Linked DNA regions of Zea mays: region 1 is linked to region 2. Evidence: chromatin contacts called from public Hi-C data. All regions are on one chromosome and are shown on one strand. Each heading gives the region's core, a stretch centred on a gene start, on an enhancer-like site or on the middle of the called end of the contact. The rest is flanking DNA. Distances are from core to core; before and after follow the strand shown.

What was found. A called contact is a pair of places that touch in the nucleus more often than the background predicts.
Region 1: a Hi-C map of bundle sheath shows a contact between it and region 2, with 4 times the contacts expected there. The contact joins the promoter of LOC109943420 here to the promoter of LOC103634826 in region 2. A contact is called at or near these places in 5 of 25 Hi-C or Micro-C datasets (bundle sheath, ear, endosperm and 2 more).

The regions. Positions count from the first base shown.
Region 1 is chr1:60,243,509-60,249,766 of Zm-B73-REFERENCE-NAM-5.0, forward strand. LOC109943420 reads left to right here and starts at 4,201. Exons shown (of 2, transcript XM_020546377.3): 1 at 4,201-4,279; 2 at 4,410-4,888. The coding sequence starts at 4,218. The coding sequence ends at 4,536. It overlaps LOC100282475 (tubby protein), which reads right to left and starts at 5,049. Exons shown (of 8, transcript NM_001412139.1): 1 at 4,916-5,049; 2 at 4,410-4,831; 3 at 3,824-4,279. The coding sequence starts at 4,162.
Region 2 is chr1:59,717,106-59,724,136 of Zm-B73-REFERENCE-NAM-5.0, forward strand. It overlaps LOC103634826 (nuclear pore complex protein NUP93A), which reads right to left and starts at 4,787. Exons shown (of 15, transcript NM_001360139.1): 1 at 4,572-4,787; 2 at 4,364-4,455; 3 at 4,164-4,230; 4 at 2,456-2,515; 5 at 2,291-2,380; 6 at 1,690-1,959; 7 at 1,380-1,475; 8 at 1,090-1,221. The coding sequence starts at 4,703. LOC100281653 reads right to left here. Exons shown (of 7, transcript NM_001154572.2): 6 at 6,903-7,020; 7 at 5,979-6,537. The coding sequence ends at 6,256.

The sequences.
Region 1 (6,258 bases), core at 2,951-5,450, 530 kb after region 2:
GCGGCCCACAAAAGCATCTATAACATTTCCCTCCTCTCCGACAAACAACCCGTCCTCGAGTTGTATTTCTGGATATCTTCTCTTGAACTCATTACATTGTTCCCATGTAGCATCAGCCGGCTCACGTCCAAGCCACTGGACCAGTAACTCCCAAACACCTCTATTTAAACGAGCCTTCACTACTTGTGCTGGAACCGGAAGTACCTTGCCATGCAGAATCGTTGGTAAGGGTACTAGTGCGGATGGGGGCTCCCCTTGGAATTTCTTGAGAAGTGCCACATGAAAAACATCATGGATTCTTGCATTGGTTGGCAGCTGTAGCTTATAGGCGACCTCTCCAATGCGTTGCAGAATTTGATATGGCCCATAGAACCTAGGTCCTAATTTGGATGTTGCTGCTGGAGTGACACCCACTGCCGACCTTTGGTGCAGACGCAGCCAAACCCAATCGCCGACAGCATACTGCACATCTCGACGGCCACTGTCCTGCGCCTGCTTCATTGTTACCTGAGCTTGGATTAGCCTTTGTTTGATGTCTGCCAAGAAAACATCTCGATCCTGAAGTTGCTGATCGACGGCAGCTACTCTGGCTGTCCCAGGTGTATAAGAAAGCATTGTTGGAGGGTCCCGGCCATATACAATCCTGAATGGAGTGCACTTGACCACAGTCTGGTATGACGTATTGTAACAAAATTCAGCCCATGGAAGCCATTGTAACCAAGTTTTTGGCCGATCACCTGCCAAGCAGCGTAAGTACATCACAATAATTCTGTTAACCACTTCCGACTGTCCATCGGTCTGGGGGTGAAACGCGGAACTAAGTAACAACTTGACCCCAGCAAGGTGAAAAAGCTCGGACCAGAAACTAAATAATTCTGATACCAAATTGTTACCGACTCCTCGCTGGTGAGTCCGTAACCTTGGTTTCCTGGTGTCCTTCAATGGGGAGTGGAGAGGGAGATTGGAGTGGCGTAAGGTGTATGGAAGAAGAGGGCGCTGATCACCCAGATCTCCTGCGCCGGCGTCGTGCCTGGCCAGGATGATCCCAGGTGATCTCGCCCTAACAAAAGGGAGATCTTATTCCTGGTTGATTATTACAGCTGATGCCCAGCCGCCTTTATAGCCATAGGCGGTCTCAGGATAGACATATCTACTGCTACTATTTAGCCACATAAAAAGGAACTAACCTATTATTTAGGAACTGCTACTATTTAGCCACATAAAAAGGAACTAACCTATTATTTAGGAACTGATAAAACAGAAACTATTCCTGACTTATCTCCTCTTTCCTATTTCTGCGCCTTGTGAATTGGCGGCCCACAAAAGCATCTATAACACAGGCATGTCAGGTGAGACAATTGTATTTTTTGAACTACAAACATAGCACTTCGCAGTAATGGCATCCAAATATTTGTTCCGTAGAAACAGGACTACAAACATCTACTATGGATTAACCTGCCATTTCCATATTTGCTTTGTTTTTCTAATTCATCTCCCCATGTATTTATGGTCTAGGAGACACTTTTCCCCCTCACGCAACAAACAAGCAGAGAAGTACTAGTTGGGCAAGCATGTTTGGCTTCGACGGCAGCGGCTCTCATGAGCGGCGGTTAGGGAGATCCAGCAGCCGGGCACCAAGACGCGCATCTCAACTTCCTGGCAGGGTCGGTTGGTTGCCCCGCCCCACAAGCTCGCACCTGGTCAACGTCCGCGCCGCGGCAGCCGAGGCTGTTAGGAATAAACTCGGCTCTTCGTGTTTGAGAGTGTCCCAGATTCCAACAGAGGCCATGGACCGAGTGGGCTGCAAACCGGCGCTGCTGCTGCTGCTGCAGGCTGGGTGGTGCCACGACCATGAGTTCCTGCTATTGAGCTGAGGCCCGCCATCCATCTTCAGGAAGCAATGCCATAAAGGACGATCTCCAGTATGGAGAAGCGGCCCAGCCCCGGCATCTTCCGCTTGAATTTCTTGTACATTGAATTGGGCTATAGAACAATGTATGCATCACGTAGTTCTCTTGGCCAAAACCTGAAGATGTATGCATCACGTAGTTCTCTTGGCCGGAACAATGGGATGACGTGCACAGGAGACGAACGAGAACAGGTGTATTAGACGTAAACACGATAGCATGTAGATGGGAAAATCTGTCTCATCAGGCAGAAAATACATAGAGATGATTTATAAAAGAAAGAATATACGCCAAATGGTAGTATAATCAATTAGAAGGTGTTTGTAGTTCCGTTTCTGCGAAACAATTGTTTGGGATGGCATTATTGCGAAGCGCCATGTTTGTACACACCCTACCAGCTACCAACACACATTTTGAAAAGCCTAAAACCCACCATGGATCCCATCCAACCAAAATTAGTAAAATAGTAATGATGTGGTGGCTTTGAAAAATGAAAACCTGATTTATAGTAATGATGCTGCGGACTGTATCTATTTTAAGAGTATATATTATTTTAGAGAGCCAATTTAGAGATCCAAATTTAACTATGCTCTTGGAGTTTCTCTAAGGGAGGCACAATCTAATCCTAAGAGATCAAGCAAGCGCAAGGGGCCTAGAAATCTAATCTTTTAGTGATTCTTTGGCATGGCTCCGGCTCCCTCTGGCAGTAGCTTATGCAGAGGAACCATATCAAACACTTTAAGAGGAGGATCCCATTTTGAGTGAATGGTAGAGGAGTCGAAGCTATTTTTGGGATTGAAGGAGGAGCTGCCATTTGTGGCTCCTTTTCAAGTGCTTTGACTCCTCATGCCAAACAAGTCCTTAATTGATGTTCAAAAAACAAATCCTTAATAAGACGATTAAAGTGTATAATACCAGTAATAAGAGTTAACTTGCAGGAAACGGCGACAAGCTTATTCTTGATTGCTTGTGCTAAGCTGTTATAATTACATAGGGGAAGGATATGAGTATGAAACAGATGTTGTGGAGTAAGGGAACGGGGATGGGCAAAACATCCTCCCATCGACGATGTACAGGAGAAAGGCTATCCACGCTACCAGGGGCGTCAGAAAGTTATGGAGATTGTTCGTTGATCAAGTCGGTGAAGGTTTGAAAATTCGTTAGATCCATACTCAAATAGGGAGTGGAAAGCTACAATATGAAGAAGGATGAACGAAATAGAGGGTAGGGGTATGAATGAACTCAAACACACTACCTCTAATTATAAGCCGAATTCTAGCGATTTTTAGATTTTTTATTTTTTGGACTTCAAACGGTCAAAAGTGAACCAACCAGAACACGATATATGGCTAAAGGCGATCGTTATTGACCAGTTTGAGTCGGTAGCGATCAGAGCCTCCAACGCAGAGGTCGGTATCGACCGGTCCGGCTTCAACGCGGTCAGTACCAATTAAATCGACCGGTCGGCAGGTCTACTGACTGGCTAACCGAACCGATTAGCGTTGGAGTCGGACCAGTCAGTAACGACCACCAGTTGCAAGCGTGCAAGCGAGCCTCCTGGTCCGTTAGATCATGATGCAAGCGAGTCTCCTGGTCCGTTAGATCATGATCCAATCATATGTCGTATTTAACACTTTAACCCTTCCACCATCAACTCGCATAGATTTATACAAAAAAAACTCTCTAACAAATCATAGTTATATCTATGATTGGGCCATATGATCCAACGGACCAGGAGGCTTGCACGTAAAGCCTGATTGCATAATAGCCGTCGCCGTAGCTACCAGGGTTAGAAGCAGTCTAAGTGAGTACGACCACCGAGCCTATCGCCCTAACTTCGTAAGCAGTAAGCATCATCAGGAATCAAGATGGTAATAGAACTATTTGTACAACGAGGATGACCGAAGAGCACAAACCTGCTTAAGTGAGATGGGGAACGTGAGCTTCCCTGACACCTCCGGGACGCGCACGGCCTCCTTCATGATGCCCCTCCAGGTCCGGCAGACGCCGGCGCCTGACACCACGTTCTTGCGCGCTGGCCACCAGCTCTCCGATGCCTCGATCCTCACCAGCACCTCCCGCAGGAGCTCGGGGGGCAGCTGCGACCAGCAGCTCTGATCCATCGCCTCCGACGGTCCCGCGGCCGCCGCCCGCGCCGCGTTCCCGGCGGAGCGGTGAGACCGGGACCGCAGGCTATGCCGCGAGATGCTCCCGAACTCGTCCTTCATGTCCTGAATCAGGCTCCTGAAAGACATCTCTCTCCTGCACTGTCCTCCTCGCCAAATCAGCTCAAGCCTCCAGGCTCCAGGGATGTGTCTGTGTACGCACCGAGAATCACCCACCAGCCGAGCTGACGCCACCAAATCTCACATCTATGAGCAGCAACAATAGCAAATCTAGTCACATACATGTCGTCAACATTCCGAATAAATCTCCAGAAAGTAAAGCAGGGGCGAACCATGCAGGTATATAAGATTCACCACACAGAGTAGATGAACCAACCTTAGTTATGGTCGCCCATGCAGAAATCCTTCTGTCTGCAACAAGGCACAGATTTGAGCTGGAGCTAGGCCCAATTCCTCGCCTTGGCGCCTGGACCAAGCAAGAATCACCGGGTACCAGACTCTAGCTCGATAAAATACTGCCTGGAGCAAGAGGCGCCCAAATTCAACTCGCCCATGCAGAAATCCTTCTGTCTGCAACAAGGCACAGATTTGAGCTGGAGCTAGGCCCAATTCCTCGCCTTGGCGCCTGGACCAAGCAAGAATCACCGGGTACCAGACTCTAGCTCGATAAAATACTGCCTGGAGCAAGAGGCGCCCAAATTCAACTCGCCCAAGAAAGCGCTCGCAGCAGGAAAATAAAACACAGACCAGCCTTCCCTCCAATCGGCCTAAAATAGGCACCGGCCGAAATGAAATGACCTGCGAATAACCGGTGAAGAGATTCTTGGTTTGTGGAGAAGAGAAGAAGCAAGAATTGCAACAAAAGGAACAGAAAGGAGTCACCTTTGAGCAAGATTGGAATGGGAAGCACTAGGTGCCTGGAATTTTTTTTAGGTGGCGGTAGCGTAGGAACAGGTGGGGAAATGGCGAGCTGTCATGGATGGAGAAATGGAATTGGGGAACTGGTGGGATGGGATGAGAGGGTTCCCCTCTTTTCCGCTGGCTGCTTTTGTCTGGGTCTCGCGTCTCGGCAGCTGAAAATGATGGGTGCCTGGGTGGGCATCCATGTACTACCTACCGACCCCATCCATTCTAGCTCCCCACCAGCCATTGGCAATTTTGCCATTATCATTTGTGGGCTTCGCCAGTATGCCATCGGACCCACAAATCATAGACACAGACGGTCACACCAGTCATAGACACGGGATGGCATAATAACAGTTAGCCAAAATTGAGAGTGGCAAAATAGCAAATTTCTCCGTTTCTTCACATGATCACATCCAATAAATTAATTGCCCATTAGCATACTAATAAATGTGTGCGCATGGTTGCAGCTGATTGCCCTCGCCTAAAAGTAAAGGGAAGTAGGAGTAGCAAAGGACAGACGGATGAATATAATTTGGCTGTTTGGCATGCGTGACACGCTGTCCGATGTCACCGTCACACTCACCAAATACCTTTGTCAGCAAGGCCAGGCCAGGAAATGAATCATCTCCATCACACGCTAGTTATGAAACTAATTATATAAGTCATGGCTAATTTGTGAGTTTTAGTTTGGTCCAAGTTTTGATGCCAATTAGAAAGACCAAACATACACTAAGGGAGTGTTTGAATACACTAGAGCTAATAATTAGTTAGCTAAAATATACTAATAGAATTAGTTAGCTAACTAGTAGCTAATTTACTAAAAATAGCTAATAGCTAGGGGGTTTGGATGTCTCTAGCTAATTTTAGCCACTAAATATTATATCTAGGGCATTCAAACACCCCCTAATTATGAAACTAATTACATAAGTCATCGCTAATTCGTGAGATGAATCCACTAAGCCTAACCAACCAATGATTAATTAAAAACATGTTGCTCATGGATTAGTTAGACTTAACAGATTCGCCTAGAAAATTAGACATGACCTATGCAATCAGTTTTATGATTAGGATATGTTTAGTCCTTCTAATTGGTATTCAAAACAGGTATTCAAAATTCAGATTAAACTTTAGTCAGAGAAAACCAAATACCCCACTTAAATAGAGTTTGCAGAGTGTCCGTTCTCTTCTTCCTAATATTGCGTTCAGCAGAACATGTCTATAGTCATGCAGAACATTGCTTCGCTTTATAAACTATAATATTTATAGAGTAAAGTTTAAGATAAAAAAATGCTTGCCGAGACAACCTTTCAGCGTAAGAA
Region 2 (7,031 bases), core at 3,537-6,036:
CAATAGTAATAAATAGAGAGAAGGAAAAAAACTAATAGCATATGAGAATATAGAGCCAAGAGGTCTCTGCATAAATACTCTTAAGCCACCATGGTAAGGTTTAGGTGAGTTGATGGATCTGATGTTAAACGATTTACTTAACAAAGTTCAGTGAGTGTAGTCATGATACTAGTTCGAATATACTGATGTAATTGCACATATGTGGAAAGTTTCATAACCTCCAAAGCATTTTAAACATCTAGTAGAAAGTTTTCATAAACATGCACCCAATGCAAGTGTATGCCAAATTTGAAGAAAAACAAAAACTGGTAAGGGCAGACCCAGTGCCGGAAGATCCCACATGAGTGGGATCTAGAAAGGGATAAACTGAGGCAATCTTTCCCCCGTAACTACATAGAGGCTGCTTTGAACCCGCGACCTAGTGACTCAGTGAGATAGCTCTCACCACTACACCAAGTCTGCCCTTCTACAAAAAATATCAGTAAGGGCAAATACAATAATTGTCACAGTAGCATGTATAAATGCACCAAAGTCATAATTATAAACCTTACATGACTAGATTTGTAAGGTACTTGACTTCCATAAGGGAACAGACTCATGTTGTCAGTACCTGTCAGGGCCCAAAGGGGCTGCGGCAAGGAGCAGCAGCAAGGAGCGCAGGTCAAAGGATAAGAAGATTAGTTGAGATTATCTACGAGATTAGTTGAGATTATCTAAGAAGGTTATCAGTTAGTAGTTTGTTGAGAGTTTTTAGGAGAGTTTTAAGGAGATAAGGATTTCTAGCTAGATAGGGGCGGCCAGCCGGCCAGCCGGCCTATTTACGTAATTAATGGATGAGAAATAAAATAGGCAAGCATTAGAAGGAAGAAACCCTCATCTTGCTCGGACATGGGCAGAGGCCCCCCGGCCAGCGTTCCTGCCCATCGACCCCCCTCTCCAATCCTCTCTACGCATCTATTGTTCACGTGTGAACAGTACCACGCCGCCTCCACCAACAGCTCCAATCCCTCACCGATCTAGCAACCATAACACATGTGCTAAGCAAGCGCCAATAGTTCAGTACAAAAATGAGTAAAACTATATACTCACAAGAGCTGGATGGCTGTTGATGGTCTCAAGTATGTACTTTTCATGACCCCACTCAAGATGGTGCCTTGCACCTACCACTAGTGACATTTTTCTTGAAACATTTCGATGAGTCAACCCTTCCCCAACCAATGCCTGAATTAGACAATAAACAACAGAAACACCAATTATTAAGAAATGATAGAATAAGGAACGCCAAAAATGCCAATTTGTGGAGACTGCCAGTGCACAATGCTGTTCATCTTCCTATAATAGTATAAATGAATTTACAGCAATTAAGTCAATATTATTACCTGAATTAGATGCCACACTTTCTGCATACTCACTGACTTTGTGCCAATGGCATCAATAGACAAGGATTCATAAGCAGCCCTAAAAGCCGTAGCAGGCTACACAAAATACGACATTAATGAGCTCAAGCAGAAGATGGTGCAACAAGAGAAATTTATCATGGTATGATGATAATATATCAAAGAGCATACACAATATGAACTTAAGCTATTAATCAAAATTGAATTCTTTGATCGTGAACTTTAAATGGTTCAAATTTCTAATTGATGACTGATAATATGTTTAACCTTAACATAGATGTAAAGAACGTACATTAAAAGGTAGACTGCGCCCTCTAGAATCATTGAGGTCCCTCACAACCCCAGCATAAACTGAAGATTTTTTTTCAATAATAGTCTTGTTCGGTATAGGCATGACTTCAGCAGAAGGCAGGCCTGATGGAGCATGAAGACTGGAAGTTGATGGTGGCATTGAAGCAGGGCGACCCAACCCACTGGTCGAGAGATTAGTGTTTCTCTTGGGTAATGTAGAAAGCCGGCTTAGACTCTGCAAGAAGTCTCTCTTCTCTTTCTGCCAGTCATCCTACGGGAGAGATAAAATACAGTTATCAAACTGCAGAGTGAAATCACTGAAAAAATGCACCAAGACACAGGCTAAAGTGTTAATGTTCATTGTGCCAACAAAAAGAAGTGTAAAAAGTATTAACTCCCTGAATGGCAAAAGCAAAAGTTTATTTACATTATACCAGATTAACCAAGGCTGTTGTAAAAAATGTAAAAGCTGTCCAAACACAAATATAAATTCAGATGATAAAGAAACTTGAATAGCTAATCAAACATACACCAAGTTGATTCTGCAACTATTTGCCTGCTCAAATATTAGTTAACGGAATATATGGAAGAAGCAAACCAACCTCAAGAACTTGCATCATATAGTTGTTAAAACTCTTCAAATTGTCCTTCTGAGCTTCTTGGATGGATGAAACAATGGCCATTTCATGAAGCTGAAAACATACACTTTGTTTATACTCCATGAAAGCCCGGCAAGTATCTAATCAGAGCAATAGTTAAGTGTTCACCTGCTGCAAGTACTCCTCAACAGTAGTTGCTTCAGATGGAAAAACATCCTCAAAGGTAGTCTGCAAAACATCAAAATTTTGGCCAGATAAGATTCACATACATTAGTTGTGTGTCATTCCCTTCTCTAATGGATAACCACAAGCCCGGCGCGCTGACAAGATCTGTCAAGTCTGTGGCAAAGTAGGGCATGTTGCCCTAAATCGCTGGTACCGCTTCAATGAAAGCTACTCCTCCAACACCAAGACTACTGCTGCGTCCACTCATGGCTATGGTGTCGGCATCAACTGGTACCTCGACACGGCTACGACTGATCACATCATGTCTGATCTAAACAAGCTGACGGTCTAGAACAAGTACAAGGGCATAGATCAGATCATCACATCCAGCGGGGCAGGTATGAACATTAACAACATTGGTCATGTTTTTTTAACACCCCTGTGAAAACCTTGCATCTCAATAATGTTTTGCATGTTCCTCATGCTACAAAGAATCTAATTTATGTCCATCATTTTTTAAAGACAACTATGTCACACTTGAATATTTTTCTTATCATTTTCTGATTAAGGATCTGAGCACGAGGAAGGTTCTACTTTGCGTTAGATATGAAGATGGTCTCTATCCCTTACCAAGCCTCCAATGAGGGGATCTTGGCGCCATCAAGATGTCCCCTCGCCGGTGCATAGTTGCTTTGGTCATTTATCCTTTTAGATTGTTCAAAAATTAGTCAGTCAAAATAAAATTTCTTGTTCTAGTGAGTTAAAGAGTTGGTCTATAATACCTATCGACAGGCAAAGAGTCATCAGCTCTCATATTCTATATCAACAGTGTTTCATTTAAACCTCATGAACTTGTGTTCTCTGATGTATAGTGACCTGCTCCTGATTCAGCTGATCGAAAAAATTATGTCAATTTTATAGATGATTTTAGCAAGTTTACCTAGGTCTGCATGCTCAAATTCAAGTCTGAAGTCTTCAAAAAATTTGTTGTGTTTCAGAATATGGTTGAGCATCACTTCAACACCAAAATAATTGTTGTCCAATCCAAACTAATTAGGGAGGCGAGTATCAACATCTGAACTCGTTTTTCACCAAAATGGGCATAACACATCTAGTGTCATGTAGTTAAGGTCCTACTGAGATAAAACATTGTCATATAGTTAAGGTTGGCCTATCTTTGCTTGTGTATGCATCTATGCCTCTAAAGTTCTAGAATGAAGCTTTTGTTGCCACTGCATATCTTATAAACCGCAAACCTACTAAGCTGCTTGATTATTCAACTCCTTTAGAAAACTTGTGTCAACAAACCCCCGAATATTATTCTCTTAAGACCTTGGGTGTGCATGCCAGCCAAATTTACGTCCTTATAATACTCGCAAGTCGCAAACTGTCTTTTCGGTCCATTTCTTGTGTTTTCTTATGTTATAGCACCATGTATAAAGAGTACTAGTGTTTAAGGGGGATCCTAGGAACTAGGAAGCAGCTTCCAGTACAACTAGATAGTCATGTAAATCATGGCAATGCTTCTGTAAAATCCATATCCTATTATTTTTTCAAATAAACCTAAATAGTAATACTCTATTAAACCAAATCAATTGCTCGACCTTTTAACACCTCTTTACCTCAAAAAATATTTTTAACACTACTGAAACTAGTCATATCACTAAACGAAATGTGGTGCCAAATGCACTATTTCCGGCTCATCCGTTACCTTGAGTTCGAATGACTTGAGGTCCCTGGCGAGCTGCTCAGCATTGATCCCCTCGCGTGCTAACAATCTGCAGAAGTGCAGCCCAAACCCTAAGTCCTCACAGACTTATAGAAGCGGCACTTGTAATTCAGGCAAAATAGAGAAGGCAATGCACAGAAAGGATCCCAGGCTAATCAAGTGGGTTCCGGATATTTATCTACCTGGTGGCGGAGAGCGACTGTGACGGAGCCTCAGAGCGGATGGTCTTGGCCTTGAGCTTGGTGGAGAGCGCCTCGAGCTGGTCCAGATTCCTCTGGAGCAGCAGAAACGAACCCGTTAGAGGCAGCAGGAATAAGTGTAGCCGGCGTTGGCGGCGAGGAAGGGAGAGAAGCCGCGCGGAAGGAAACGAGAACGGCGTCGGGCGCGCACCTGAAGGGGAGGGAAGTGCGGGGTTGGCGCCGCCTGCTCGAGGAGCTTCGTGGAGGAGTGGAGAAGCCCCGTCCAACCGCCCATCTCCGCGTCGTCCCCACCTCCACCGCCGCTGCCACCGACGCCGGCCATCACCGCCGGACTAGGAGGGTTTACGCTCGTGGTTTCGGGGGCGCAGGCTTCCGGCGCGGCGCTCGAGCTGTGGGGTTTTTGCCTTTTCGGAGAAGCGGTGGAGCGTTCTGCTGAAATGGTTGCTGGGCTGGGGCTTGAATCACGCGCATCGCCTGTAGCCATCCTGGGCTGTGGAGTTGAACTTTTGGGCTTGAGTCTAATAGCCGTACAACGTGCCTAGCGAAGGCCCATTTTAGCCCGGGTTTAGATTCGAGGATTTGGAGCAAATTGTCGTTACCTTTGTTCCTGACTCTTGAACAGTGCTTCCTCTGTCCACTGTTTATCTCAAACTTTGTGGAGACGATCAGCCTTAAATTTATAAAAACCATAAACATTTGTATCTCTAAACAAAATTTACTATACAAAACATACGACGTGATTAATGTAATAATATTTATTTAATATTGTAAATATAAATATTTTTATATACTTAGTTAAAATCAAGATTAATTGACTTGTTGAAATACAACATGAGCATTTATTGTGAGTCTTGATCTCTTGACATACAAGATGAGCATTTATTTTGAGACCTACGGAATGCAATCTAAAATACCTTCTAACACTATTTTTCTAGGATCTAGTTTCTATAATCGTCTCAAACAGTACTACTGTCTAAAACAGGGTATTTTAATTTTGCGACGTTTATCTTGCATCTAACAACATTAGCAATTTTATAAAGAGTCCCGTCCACCTCTCTCTTATGGCGTGATGGGATTTTCATAAAAGTAGCAGTGTTATTAGATTCAAGATGATCATTTCATATTTAAAATATGCACGTAAGCATTATTACCCCTTTGATCACAAGATATGTTCTCTTTTTCCCCTCTAATTTCAGAATATTTGGCTGCCTTTGATAGACCATATAAAATAGAGGACGCGGTATAGATGACACTGTTTAACACTGTTCGTAAAGTAAAGTTTGAAATAGAGAATAAGATAGGAAAGCTGTTGGAGATAGTATTACCCCTCTATATTCTTCCGTGTACAATTCAATTGATCGAAAACAGACCTTCTGTAGTCATGAGGAGGTTTGAGTCACCAAAGCTCCACACAGATTCAATCTCTCTATCAACAATACAAATTCAGAAATTTTAGGAATATTACTCCAGCTTACAATGTGATACATGTCATGGTTCATGAATCCACCAACTTTTCACCAAAACATCCGATTGAAAATTTGCGTTGAATTGATAACTGATTATGCAGGCAACAGACTGTTACAATGGAAAGGGGTGTAGTGAAACGCTAGAGATCTAAGCTTCCATTCAAATAAATCTAACATCAAACGCAGCTGCTTAAAGAGCAGGAAAGAAAACCTAATATACAGAACTAACTACTTCAACTCCCTCCCCAGCCTATACATGATGTCTAGAAAAAAAATCACTCACATGACAACAGGTAACCAACAAAATACATTATCATTGCATTTTTCGTTTGCAAAACAGCTGCATGGAGCATTTCCCCCATGTTGAAGTCTCCTTTTTTTTACCTGTAAATATTGATCCTTAGGATCTTACCGAGCACGGGCAGTGGCCGGTTGTTTCGATGAGCGCCCAAACTTGTGCTTCCGCTTTTGGTTCACCACTGCAGCAGGATCAACCAATGGTCCGGACCAAGTAGGCACAGCGCCTTTCTCGTGCGTGAACACAGTGCTGAAGGAAGACGGGTCTGGAGGCTCATATAGTGGGTCCATATGATTTGAAGTGTCCAAAGGGACACCAACCGCACCATCTTGATGTGGGGGAGGGAACTTTTCGCTCTTGCTCTTAGCTGCATGAGTGACGAACCTTCGTTTCTGTGGTAAGACAAAAAAAAAAGGATAAGCACAAGTCAGTGATACTGCAAAGTTTGTTTTATGATAGTATGGGCTTCCTTTTGGACCATGGCCGATAAGAAACAGAGGACCTATCCTGAAGTCTACTTGGATGTAGGATGTAATTTACAAAATGTAGAGTTTATGTGAAAGACTGAAAGATCTGAGACAAAGCAAGTGGTTGCACCACGTCAGAACATTGAACAGCTCTATCCTAAGCTTATCTATTAGCCTCTAAAAAACAAAGAATGTTGAACAGCTCTATCCTAAGCTTATCTTATTAGCCTCTACAAAACAGCTTACAGTAACAAATTGTGCACCGGAAGTAAAAATTTCATTCAACGTACATCGATATTTACTTGAAGTTCAGCATTTGCCTCTGGAGCTGGAACTGCCTTAGGTCGATCACGTGCTCTCGTCTTCTTGGCTCCATCACCGTTAGCTCTACCACCAGTAGCCCTTAAACTGTTGAACAT